2 separate regions of the Sus scrofa genome follow, and region 1 is linked to region 2. The links are chromatin contacts, called in public HiChIP or PLAC-seq maps. All regions are on one chromosome and are shown on one strand. Each heading gives the region's core, a stretch centred on a gene start, on an enhancer-like site or on the middle of the called end of the contact. The rest is flanking DNA. Distances are from core to core; before and after follow the strand shown.

What was found. HiChIP or PLAC-seq counts read pairs in DNA pulled down with a chosen protein or histone mark.
Region 1: a contact with region 2 is called in an H3K27ac HiChIP or PLAC-seq map of alveolar macrophages. The contact joins two enhancer-like sites. A contact is called at or near these places in 1 of 47 Hi-C or Micro-C datasets (embryonic fibroblasts) and 1 of 2 datasets of contacts at active chromatin or transcription factors (alveolar macrophages).

Annotation. Positions count from the first base shown.
Region 1 is chr9:123,582,196-123,588,179 of Sscrofa11.1, reverse strand. All of the region lies in intron 9 of ZNF648 (a long non-coding RNA gene), which reads left to right. Among named protein-coding and RNA genes, the nearest start is that of ZNF648, 120 kb to the left of the region's middle. Within about 2 kb of position 2,264, at least 12 of the 83 cell types and tissues checked have an H3K27ac peak or open chromatin away from gene starts, as enhancers often do. A contact at or near this core is called in alveolar macrophages, where this site is marked.
Region 2 is chr9:123,438,654-123,444,485 of Sscrofa11.1, reverse strand. No RefSeq gene overlaps it. Among named protein-coding and RNA genes, the nearest start is that of ZNF648, 270 kb to the left of the region's middle. Within about 2 kb of position 4,060, at least 11 of the 83 cell types and tissues checked have an H3K27ac peak or open chromatin away from gene starts, as enhancers often do. A contact at or near this core is called in alveolar macrophages, where this site is marked.

The DNA of each region.
Region 1 (5,984 bases), core at 1,015-3,514, 150 kb before region 2:
ATGAAGAGTCCACATACAGGTGATATCATACGGTATTTGTCTTTCTCTGTCTGACTTATTTCACTTATCAATATGCTATTGCATTTTAAAGGACCAATACAATACTGGAGATTGTCAGACACAAACTATAATATACCATCTTAGTCTTGTATAAACCCCCACTAATCTATCACATGGAATGCTGCAAGCAGTTGGGCTATCTACTTCTGCTAAAGAAAGAGAAATGTTCCAGAAAAGAAATCAAACGACACCACGGATTTATATATACATATATTCCTTCATGCATTGAGCCAATATGTGTTTAATTTAATCCAAGTCCTTAGGAAATCGATACAGACTCTGCCCTCAAGCAGCTCTAATCTAAAAGGAGAAATATGAAAGGTTTAGTGTTACTAAAATCTAATAGCGGAAGTGAAAGGCACCACAGGAAAGATCTAAGGGCATGTTGTCCTGGGGTTATTTCACATGAGAGTGGAATCACTTCCACCTGGGGCATTTTCAAAGGCTTTAAGGTAGTTCCTGTCGTGGCGCAGTGGTTAAGGAATCCGACTAGGAACTGTGAGTTTGCAGGTTTGATCCCTGGCCTTGCGCAGTGGGTTAAGGATCCAGCGTTTCCATGAGCTGTGGTGTAGGTCACAGACGCAGCTCGGATCCCACATTGCTGTGGCCCTGGTGTAGGCCTTTGGCTATAGCTCCGATTAGACCCTAGCCTGGGAACCTCTATATGCCTCAGGAGCGGCCCTAGAAAAGGCAAAAAGACGAAAAAAAAAAAAAAAAAAAAGAAAGAAAGAAAGAAAAATAAATAAAATGCTTTAAGGAGGGGGTAATCTCCCAGCCAGTCATCAAGCATACATTTTGGCTACGAGGCAATGAGGAACAGGTGGGGAAAAGGCTGAGGCGTTCAGTTTGAGGGTCGTGGGAAACTGAAGGCATAGACATGGAACAGCCTAGAACTGCTGGTTTGCCTGGAGCACGGGGTCAGGAAGGGACACGGGAGAGCCGACTTACAAAAACACTGAAAACATGACTTTTTGCCTGGGAAAGATGAGGCCTTAAAGTAGCCTGCAATGAATCTAAAGAAAATCTATGAAGTTTCTTTGAGGGGAAATTGAAATGTACAAGTCTTGGCGAATTAGAATTAAGGGTTGTTCTTCAGAGCAGGGTGATAGGAGCGGTAGTTCCAATAAGAGGAAGCACATAGACAGCAATGTGATTAAAACCATTTTACTCAAGACATTTGTACAAGCAGGAGATAAAGATTCAAGAAGAATTTAATTTACTTAGAGATAATAAAATTGCCATAGTTGTTGAGAGAACAGTGTTTCGGGGAGCCCAACCCCAGTCTTATGTGGTTAGTTCCTTGCAAAAAAATACGATTCTTCCCTAAAAAGTCTCAGCCCCAGAGCATAATTGGTTAAAAGTTTGGCTTTGGGCTTCAGGTGGCTCAGGGTTCAAATCCTTTTCAGTAGCCTGTGAGATAGATGACTTTGGGGCGAGTTACTTTGTTTCCCCAAGTTCCAGATCCATTTGTAAAATAATGATAACGGATTGTTAGGAGAACAGCCATATTAAACAAGGAAACATCTGAGAAATGCTTAACACACAATGCCGGTACTTTAAGAGCAAGTGTTGGCTATTGGTTATGGCCTGAGTTGAAAGGACCATGGGTCTGATTGGGGGTGATATTTCCTATGGTCTGAATTTAGGGATTCTAAGGAGTAAGTAAAAATGTCAGAGCTTGCCTTCATACGGGTCTTAACAGCAGGTGTTTTGCATATAGCACGCTCAGCAATACACCTGAGGGCTGTCACTATGTGTTCTTGTAGTGTTGAATGCCCTGGATCACACCTGAACTTGAGTTCCTTGTCTCAAGTCTTCAACTGTTGAGCTCACAAATCCGCACAAGATAGGATTAGTCTTGGGCCCCTGGCTGGGCTGAGACTTTGAGGTTTTTGAGCTAAGAGTTGAATAAATGCGTTATGCGTGTGTCCGCGGGCTTAAAAAAAAGTGGCCTGAGTGATTGTGATACTGACCAGAGACCGACATAACAGAGAGCCCCAGCCAGCCTGGGTGCAAAGACAAAGTCGAAATTGCTTGTCAGAGAAAAGCATCAAAGCACACAGCTCTCGGTCGTCAAGGAAAACAAGGAGCGTCAGGGGCCAGGAGGAGAAATGGCCACACCTGGGTAATAGGGCGGAGCAAGAGGCCCTTAGCAGCGGCCCTTAAGGGTCCCGCTCCGCCAATGGCCAGCCGCACAGTGGGCCACGCCCCCTCCCTCTCTATAAAAGAAGCCTGACCGCTGTGTGACCGAGAAGAGTTTTTTAGGATGTTGGTCTGTCGTCTTCTCCGTCAGCTGGCTTTCTGAATCAGGCCACTCTTCTTGCCCCAACATCTCATCTCCTGATTTACTGGCCTGTCCCTACAGTGAACATGAGGAGTTGGGACTCAGTATATCAGCTGGAGGGAGGCCAGAGGATCCTGTTTGTAAAAACCGTATTCGAAGCTGTATTCCACAACCAAAGATTTTCTCAGAGGTGGGCTGTGAGGAACAGTCTCGAGACGAAAGAAATGTGTGAACAGACAGCAAAATGGGGAACTGCAGTGACTCATTGGGGCCCGAGCCAGCTCTTCCTTCCTCTTCTCAGAGCTCTGTTTCTGAAGTTTGATGGCATCTAAAGAAATCTGTTGCCATGCAGTAGTGAGACTCTCCATGGCAACTTGAAGTCGGGGCCCCTCAGGACTCTGGGGGGGCCACGGTGAGCCCTTCTTCGAACTGCATCCACCCTCCCTGGGATGAGCTGCCTCATGAGGATCTCTGTCACCAGCGCTTGGGGAGCACCTCCAAAGAGACCCCCTTCTCTGCCCATGTGCCCCCATCCAAGACAGCTCCCGTGCCCTTCTGTCTTTGTCTTAAACCCAACCCAGCCATCCTCAGAAGCTTCCTCCGAGCTGCCCCTTATGTTGCCTTTCTCAATCGTTTTGACAAGAAACACCAGCAGGAACAGTCAAGACTTGGAAGAAATCTGATTGGGTCAGAAAGAAGGGGGACCTTGGATAATGACAGTAATTGTCACAACTTCCAATCTTCCTCAAGCTTTAGAGTTCAGGACTCTGGATCCCCTCACCAAGGCCACGGCACCAGAGAGGATGAGAAGGGCTGATGTTGCATCTCAGCTGCCCTCTTAGCTGACTAGCCGCACGGAAAAAAAGTAAGCATTTTCTCCCTCTTGGATTTCTTTGCTGAATCTCTTATTTTTCTTCCATTCTTGTCTCTGCTCATCTTCCTACAACCAGTCCTCTGCCTTTAGAACTTTTCCCAATCACTGAAGAACTTCTGGAATGACGTAGAAATAGGAAGGGAGTGAGAACAGGATGACCTTCCCAGAGTCGAGAGGTCCTAGGCATTCAATAAAACATTGGGGGTTTGGGGAAATTTTTTTCTTTTAAATACTTTTGAACATTGGCACTAAAAAACAAAACCCAAACTCATTTCTTCTTCTTCAGCGTTCCTCCTGCTCCTTTGTGCCAAACATTCAATAACTGAGACTCTTTGAGCACCTACTATGTGCTAGGCACAATTCTCAGTTCTAGTGAGATAGAGATCAAAGTTCTTGCCCCTAGAGGAACTTCCGACTATATCATCCATGCACACATGTCTTAGAGACCTACTATGTGTTAATTGCATTTTTCCCAAACATAGCGTATAGATGTATGATATGATTAACAGAGGTGATTTTGTTAGTACACAGAAGGAAGTAGAAAAGGTTGTAGCTATAGCAGAAGGGTAGGTTTTAGTGGCAATAGAGGAGGGGATAGAAAGAAGGAAGGGACTGGGGTAGGGAGCAATTCCAGGCAAAGGAAAAGGCTCTGTGGTTTCTCCGCAGCCTTTGGGGCCATTGGTTACCCCTGCACTGCTATGCACACCCATGCCCAAGTGACCAAGCCTTCTTTGCTCACCATCTGGATTTCCAGGTAGGACTGGGCCAGCAGGAATCTACAGGGGGCAGAACATCCCACCCTGGTGCCCTGCTCTGAGGCCCAGGCTCATGGGAAACGTGAAGGCAGAGAGGTAGCCTTGGAGGACATGGTAGTGCCCATGGAGGCAGGGGAGTGTGGGATGCAGAGCAGGCCCTGGATGCTGGCAAACAGACCTGAATCCCGGTCTTGAGCCCAATCACTAATGGTTTGCTTCTAAATCACCTGACTTCTCTGAGCCTCGGTTCTCTCAACCATGACATGGAGACAGAATACATATATCATGGGGTTATTATGGGGGTTAAATAATTTGATCTGTGGAGCACATAGGTTTTTTTTTTTTTTTTTTTTTTTTTTTGCCTTTTCTAGGGCTGCTCCCACGGCACTTGGAGGTTCCCAGGCTAGGGGTCTAATTGGAGCTGTAGCCACCAGCCTATGCCAGAGCAACAGCAATGCAGGATCCGAGCCATGTCTGCGACCTACACCACAGCTCACGGCAACATCAGATCCCTAACCCGTTGAGCAAGGCCAGGGATCGAACGCACAACCTCATGGTTCCTAGTCGGATTCGTTAACCACTGCACCACAACAGGAACTCCAAGGAGCACATAGTTAATCCTCAGTAAGTGGTGGCTGCCATCAGCTCACCAAGGACTCAGGGATGAGTCTCCAAAGGTGGGCCAAGCATTCAACTCATTTTATATATTTATTTATTTATTTTTGTCTTTTAGGGCCACTCCTGCAGGATATGGAGTTTCCCAGGCTAGGGGTCTAATTGGAGTTACAGCTGCCAGCCTATACCACAGCCATAGCAACGCCAGATCTGAGCCGTGTCTGTGACCTACACCACAGCTCACGGCAACACAGGATCCTTAACCCACTGAGCAAGGCCAGGGATCGAACCTGCAACCTCATCGTTCCAAGTCAGATTCATTTCCGCTGCGCCACGACGGGAACTCCTCAACTCATTTTAAATATCAGAAAATGTTTTTGTCATTGAACCCTATGGTTATGAACTCATCTGAATAACACGCTAAAAATTGTTTTGAATGTTACATAGGAATCCTTGGAAAATGAAATAAAATATCTTTATAACTATTCTTCTCGACTGGGATACAGCAGGGAGCAGATGAGAAACCCAATTTCCGCCACTTTGCAAACACTGGAAGGTAACTCGATCCATTCTGAGACTAAGATTTTAGAGATTGCTTCAGACTCCTTATTAAAAGAATATTTGTTGGGCAAAAGTCACTTTCATCATTTCAGTTAGAAGTTGAGTTTTAGTAACCAGTCTCACCAGGGAACATTTTTTTTTTCAATCTTTCTGACTGTACTCTAGTGAGGAGGAATTTCAAGTCCATGAATCCTGCTAATACTATGCCTACTAATTATTATGATAGCTAACATTCACTGAGACAATGCTAGGCCAGGGCGTGTCCTAAGTGTTATGCATGTGCTAACACATGCAGTCGTCAGAAACATCTCTGAAATGGGTGCTATTATTAGTCCTTTTGGACAAACACAGAACTAAGGTTATGTATGGGTGTGGAGAATCTGACCTTCGGTGGTCTGCCAGCCCCTAAATGCAGAGCTGGGACTCAGACCCAGGCAGTCATGCTGCTTCGTCTACCAACTACCTCTAAAAGATGCAGCTCCTCATTATCCTTAAAAACCTAGGACATTGAACCAGATACCCCCTTTTAACAGGAAGATTAGAAACTTATTTTTCTCCAAGAGGAATTTATTTGCACATGTTGATGAGCTATCCTGCTCCTGGAAAGGTGTTCAAAATAACCTTGTTCAGTTTTCATGACTCCATGTGGTCATTTCTCTATTTTTATGCTTTCTTTTCATGTGTGGATGCGATCTGGATTTTGCCCTTAAAGTGAAACTATGCAGTTTTCTTCTGAAGCAAATTGCTTTAAGTAGAAAAGCTGCTTCCAGCAAAATGACGAAGCATTCCAAGTATCACCGGTGTGCATGGTGTGGTCCAAAGGGGGCCCTGAAGC
Region 2 (5,832 bases), core at 2,811-5,310:
CATGAGGTTGCGGGTTCGATCCCTGCCCTTGCTCAGTGGGTTAACGATCCGGTGTTGCCGTGAGCTGTGGTGTAGGTTGCAGATGCAGCTTGGATCCTGTGTTGCTGTGGCTCTGGCATAGGCTGGCAGCTACAGCTCCGATTAGACCCCCAGCCTGGGAACCTCCATATGCTGTGGGAGGGGCCCAAGAAATGGCAAACACACACACACACAAAAGATTCAAAAACCCAGTCTTGTTGACACTGAGATTCCTGCTTTTTCCACCACATCACACCCCTTCCTCCTTCTTGAGATGAATGAGAGTGAGATAAAATAGGCAAAGTTGGATACATGTTTGGAGAGTGGGGGTGAAATTGAAGATATTTCCATTTGCAGACACTGTTGTTGTTTTACCCAAATATCTATTCATGGGATCAACTCTGCCTCTCTAAACTGAGACAAGGTTGCCTCAATATCATTCCAAACCTTGTGAAAGTCTTGGAGCCTCCCACAGATCTCTGCAGGCTCCCAGGGACTGGCATCCTCACTCGCTCTTCTGCATCTTGATCATGGCTTTCCCTGAACTGGTTCAGTGATGAGATCCTCTCCCATCCTGTGGGCACTCTGATGTCTCTGCCTCAAATTCTACAAAAAGGCATTCCCAAAAAGCACTTTTATTTGTGGTGGACTTTACAGAGGCTTTTGATGGGGAGCAAAGGAGAGGTATTGATCACAGCAACACAAGTTACTTCTCATTGAAACAACTCACTCTTGTCCTTAAAAGTCTTTTCGTTTTTCCCCATTGGGGCTTTTCACTGGCCTCTTCACCCAGGGATGTCAACCTGCTTTAACCATTCCTGTGTTCAGTCTTCTTTTTTCTCTCCTTTTATCTCTGTTCCTTCCTCCTCCTTTCCTATGATAGCCTTGGGAATGCTAACATTTCCTCCTTCTATTACACTGAACAACCTACTTCCCTCTGCTGGTCTAAGCCTTTCTTTGCAAATCCAAGTTCATCAAGGCACTCCTGTGATTAAAAGAGCCTTCATGGAACAAGACCCAGCTGCCTGGTTTTGATGTTTGTGTTGCCCCATGTGCGAGAAGGGGAAGGCCATTTGCTGAGATGGGGAGCTGGGCGGGGGAGAGCAGGAGTAGGAAAGGGCTTGAAAAGGGGGTAAAAATGTCAGGTGGCCACCTCAGGAAAGCAATGATGGATGACAGATGACTCAGTAGAAGCAGCGATCTTTTGGATTTTTCTCTAGCCAGCAGCTATCGAAGCAGCAGCAAAAAAAAAAAAAAAAAGAAAAAAGAAAAAAGAAAAAAAATGATGATGAAAGATGGCTGCATTCCTTGGGGTTAGAAGTTTGCAGACAGATCACAAGATAAAGACCAAAACACCAAGTGGTATAAAGTGCTGGTGAGACAATCACTGATAGGCTGGGCTGTGGGTCTCCGTGGGGAGGACAGTGAGGAGGTGGGTCCAAGAGGGAAGAGAAAAGCGAATTCAACAAGATAGAAAAACAGGGCTTGGGAGAGGAAGGGCAAAACTGGAGAAGTCAGGGGTTCTGGAGTTAGATCTTTGCAGCTGGTTGGCCCTCCTGGCACTTGGGGACCAAACACTTGGCAGAATGCTGCTTCTCCCCCATCTCCTCCCTGCAAGACAGCAGACTGCCAGAAAGACAAAGCCATGGTGTAGCATAAAGCAGCCACCCTACCAGCTTCAAGAGATGGGAGATGAGATCGACTAATGAGAAAACCTAGAACCCTCCCCAGGCAGATTCAGCCTGACCCCTGCACATGTCTTCAAGCAGGTGTGTCAGGTCTAGGAAAGAGCAGTGGCAAACGGCTGCTGTTTGTCCCTCTCCCTGACATCCCACTCTCTTTGTGGGGAACACTGTTTTCTTTCGCCTGCTGCTACGCACGGGGGTGGGAGAAAGGCATTCAGTTCCCCTAGACTTGAAATTGAAGGCACCTCTGCTTCTGAAATTCTCTCCGATTGACATCTGCTCCCTTTTATCGTCCTGTGGTCCCATTGCTCATAAGCTGTCTTCCTCGTCTTCTTCCCCTCCCACAGTCGCCCACATTTTGCTTCATTTTGTACATTTCAATTGACTGCTCTTCCAGTCACCTGTCATCTCTGTTAACACTGGATCCGAAGGCAGCAGAGAAGGCCAGTCTCTGCTCATTAAAGGTGAGCCCCCATATAGGCAGAGTTCCACGTGCCATGGGTGAGCCATCTGCCCTCTGGGTGCCCTGAAACAGCATCCTTCCTGCCAGCTTCTTCTCTCTGTAGCTTCTGCCTGTAAGTTGTATCACTAATGGCTTGATACCACATGCTATTGTGCCTATAGCACAGTTAGGGGCCACTTGAAAGTGAAAACAAATGTCCTTAGTCCCGAGGCCATATGGAGACTCGGTGGGTGGTACCATTAGCTGTAAAGCTTGAGGCAGATTTGGAATTGCCTTGCCTGGAAGAGAATCCCACATCAGAGAAATGCTCTGATAAAAGGTACTGGAGCAGATTTTAAGCTGCTGCTCCCACCATCAAACAGGAAGGGATCTTCTATTTTCAATTCAATTGTATTTCCCACAGTCACTTCAGACAGGACAGGGAATGGGCAGATGCTCCCGGCACTGTTGCACCATCCTCAGCGGCCCCTTTCTTATCCTACAATGGCCACGCTTACTCATGGTCTCCCCTGATGGGAGAGTGGCCTCAGCTCCGTGTGGGAAGCTGATGATACTGGCCCATCAGTATTTCACTGCGAATCTACCTATTTTTGATGAATTCACAGGTAAACAAAAATGGACTTAAGGCAAGCTCTTTATCAGCCAGTGAGTATCAATACCCCTTAACTTTGGAAGCAGCCTGCTCAGCCTTCAGAGTGATGTCATCAGCTCATTAGACAACCTGCTCTTCCCTCACATGATCCAAAATAAACCATGGCTGTAAGCAGCTCGCAGGCAAGAACCATGTCTCCCCTCATTGCACCAGCGCGTGTCAGGCAAGACGACAGCCTTCATGGTAGAAATGAGCTGAATCTGGAGCTGACAGGAGCCAGCAAGGTCATCGACCTCATCTACAAGGTCATCTCATTCAGGATTTCCCAAAATGGGTTTTTTAGACTATTAGGGGAGTGGGATAGAGGTTAGAATGTTGCGGGAGGAGGAAGAGAGCAGTGCCACGGCTGTTTTGTAAGTTAGTTTGGAAAATGTGATCCACAGAGCTTTGTATCTTTAGTGTTTGTTTATTACAGGACACACCAAGTCTGTAAAGTGCTTCTGACCTTTGTGAGTGACCAAAGAAAGGGATGAAAGTGTCATGGTGAATTTCCCGCTAGTGGTATGTAGCAGTCTGGGCAAAGATGATCCAGCCCAACCCTCTCATTTTATAGATGAGGAAAAGGAGGCTGAAAGAGGCAATGACAGGCTCAGAAACACATGCCTCATGAGTGACACATCAGGGATTAGGATCTAGACCTCGCCTGACTGTGTGTTTTCCACAGGGGGCGGGGTGGGGGTCACCACACCGCCTCTTGCCCCCACGAAACAGGGAAAGAACCAAACAAATGAGCCAATCGCCTGCATCCAATGTCAAGTGCTTATTTTCAGCTTGACATTTCAAAGATCGGTGCCCTGTGAGAATTACCCCAACCCTCCCAGGCCCTTAGGGGAGGAACGCATTTGCTCTCATGAACTATGCAATCCTCGAATTTCTGATCTGTGCGAAGCGATGTTATGCCCTGCTCTCTATTTTATTCATGTGAATTCAAGCCATCACTTCACCCCCTCCCCCCCAAAAAGCAAATGATCCTTACAGAAAGGACTTTTGTGGACAAATGCAAGGTCCTTTGCTGAAACTAGATAAAAAAAAAATAAAATAAAATGCCAAGAGGAACAGCTAAACGTGCATGAAACACTAGACAGAGGGGTGTGCATGTGATGGAGTGGGGGTGTCTTCTGAATCACTTCCCTAAATTTAGCAATGCAGTTTGAAAAAATAAGCCTGTAAGATCTGCTTCCCAGAAATCCTGTGATTTCTTTGCACATGTCTTACGTAAGTCCGTGCCACAGGCCTGCAGAATAATGAGATGGGAAGGGCACAGCCCTATTTCGAAAGAACCACAGAGAGAAAGCCAAAGAACTCTGAGCGGCTAAGAAACTGGGGGAAATCCACCTTTGGTTTTTTTGTAGTCCTGGAGCTGTGAGTGGTGCCATCTCATGGAAGTTCTGTCTGTTCAGTGCTTCCAACCTGGATGTGATGGGTAGATGTATTCCTTTCCCTCCAGAATAGAGCTGTCATTGTTCATTGTTTCCACGTGTCTTGTCATGATTCTTATTTAATTCCCAGAGGAACACCTCTGCCCCAAGCCCTCAGGGGACTCCCTTCGTCTCCTGTTTTCCTGTCTCTAGCCTGACCTTGTGGGTGGTTCCAGAAAGTCAGGCCTCCAGAGTTTTGAGGAATTCATCTTTTTAGATGCTTCTTCCAGCTTAGAGATTTCTTAGGCAGTTGCTCCTGCATTTCCTCTTTGCAAGTAGTACAGACTCCCGCTGGTCAAGGCAGGATTGTGTTGAGTGCTACACAGGTGATGTTACTGAATGAAAGAGGGTCACAGGGAAGTTGGAACACATGCCCTGATGTTTTACGTGCCTCTCTGATGCCGTGTTTGGGGTCCGCTTTGAGTACGCCAGTGAGGAGAGTGGATGGGGTCCTGATGGCAAACTCCTCTCCCCTCCAGAAGCCCTTTCAGGCGTCCTCCATTCACCTGGATCCTCTTAAGAGGAAAAAGTTTGATTAGGTTCTGCTATAAATCTACTCATCATTTTGCTTCTTTTTTTTATTACTCAATGAATTTATTACATTTATAGCTGTACAATGATCATCACCATCCAGTTTTATAGGATTTCCATCCCACAACCCCAGCGCATCCCCCCACCCCCCGAAACTGTCTGCTTTGGAGACCATACGTTTTTCAAAGTCTGTGAGTCAGTATCTGTTCTGCAAAGCAGTTTGTTCTGTCCTTTTTTCAGATTCCACATGTCAGTGAAAGCATTGGATGTTGGTGTCTCACCTGGATCCTCTCTTACAAGCCATGCCTCCCCTCCGCCGAGACTCTTTGCCCTTCCTCCCCTAACAAAACCTTCTCACTTATCTGCAAGCTGATTTAATCCTCTTTTGTTTTCCTCACTGAGCTCCCAGACAATCAAGAATCCCTGCTAGCTGGTGCTCTTGAAAGAAACTGTTAAACACATCCACAGTCATCTATTATTAGCGACTGATAGTACCTTGGTATATTACTTGCCTAGGAGACTTCACATTTGAATAGAAGAGAGCTCATGAATTCAGAAAGTTACTGAAATGCCTGCCATGAGCCAGGCCTTGTTCTAGGGATCAGTTCAGGCAAGGTTCCTGCTTACACTCGAGTGGGAGAGACAGACCGTAAGCAAGTGAACAAACCAATAACACTATTTTTTATATAATTCAATGAATTTTATTATATAGAGTTGTCAAACCATCATCACAACCTAATTTTAGAACATTTTTCTCCTAAACCCCTAGTCCACCCCTCCCTGCCCCCCACCTGTCCCCTTTAATAACCATAAGTTTTTCAAGGTCTGTGAGTCTTTTTCTGTTCTGCAAATAATTTCATTTGTATCCTTTTTTTATATATTCCACATATAAGTTATATGATGTTTGTCTCTTGCTCTCTAACTTCACTTAATATGATAATTTCTGGGTCCATTCATGTTGCTGCAAATGCCATATTTCTTTTTTTTGTTTTGGCAACATTATTTTTTGATAGCCATAAGTTTTATGAGGAAAATAAAGCAAGGTAACATAGTTATTTGGGGAGC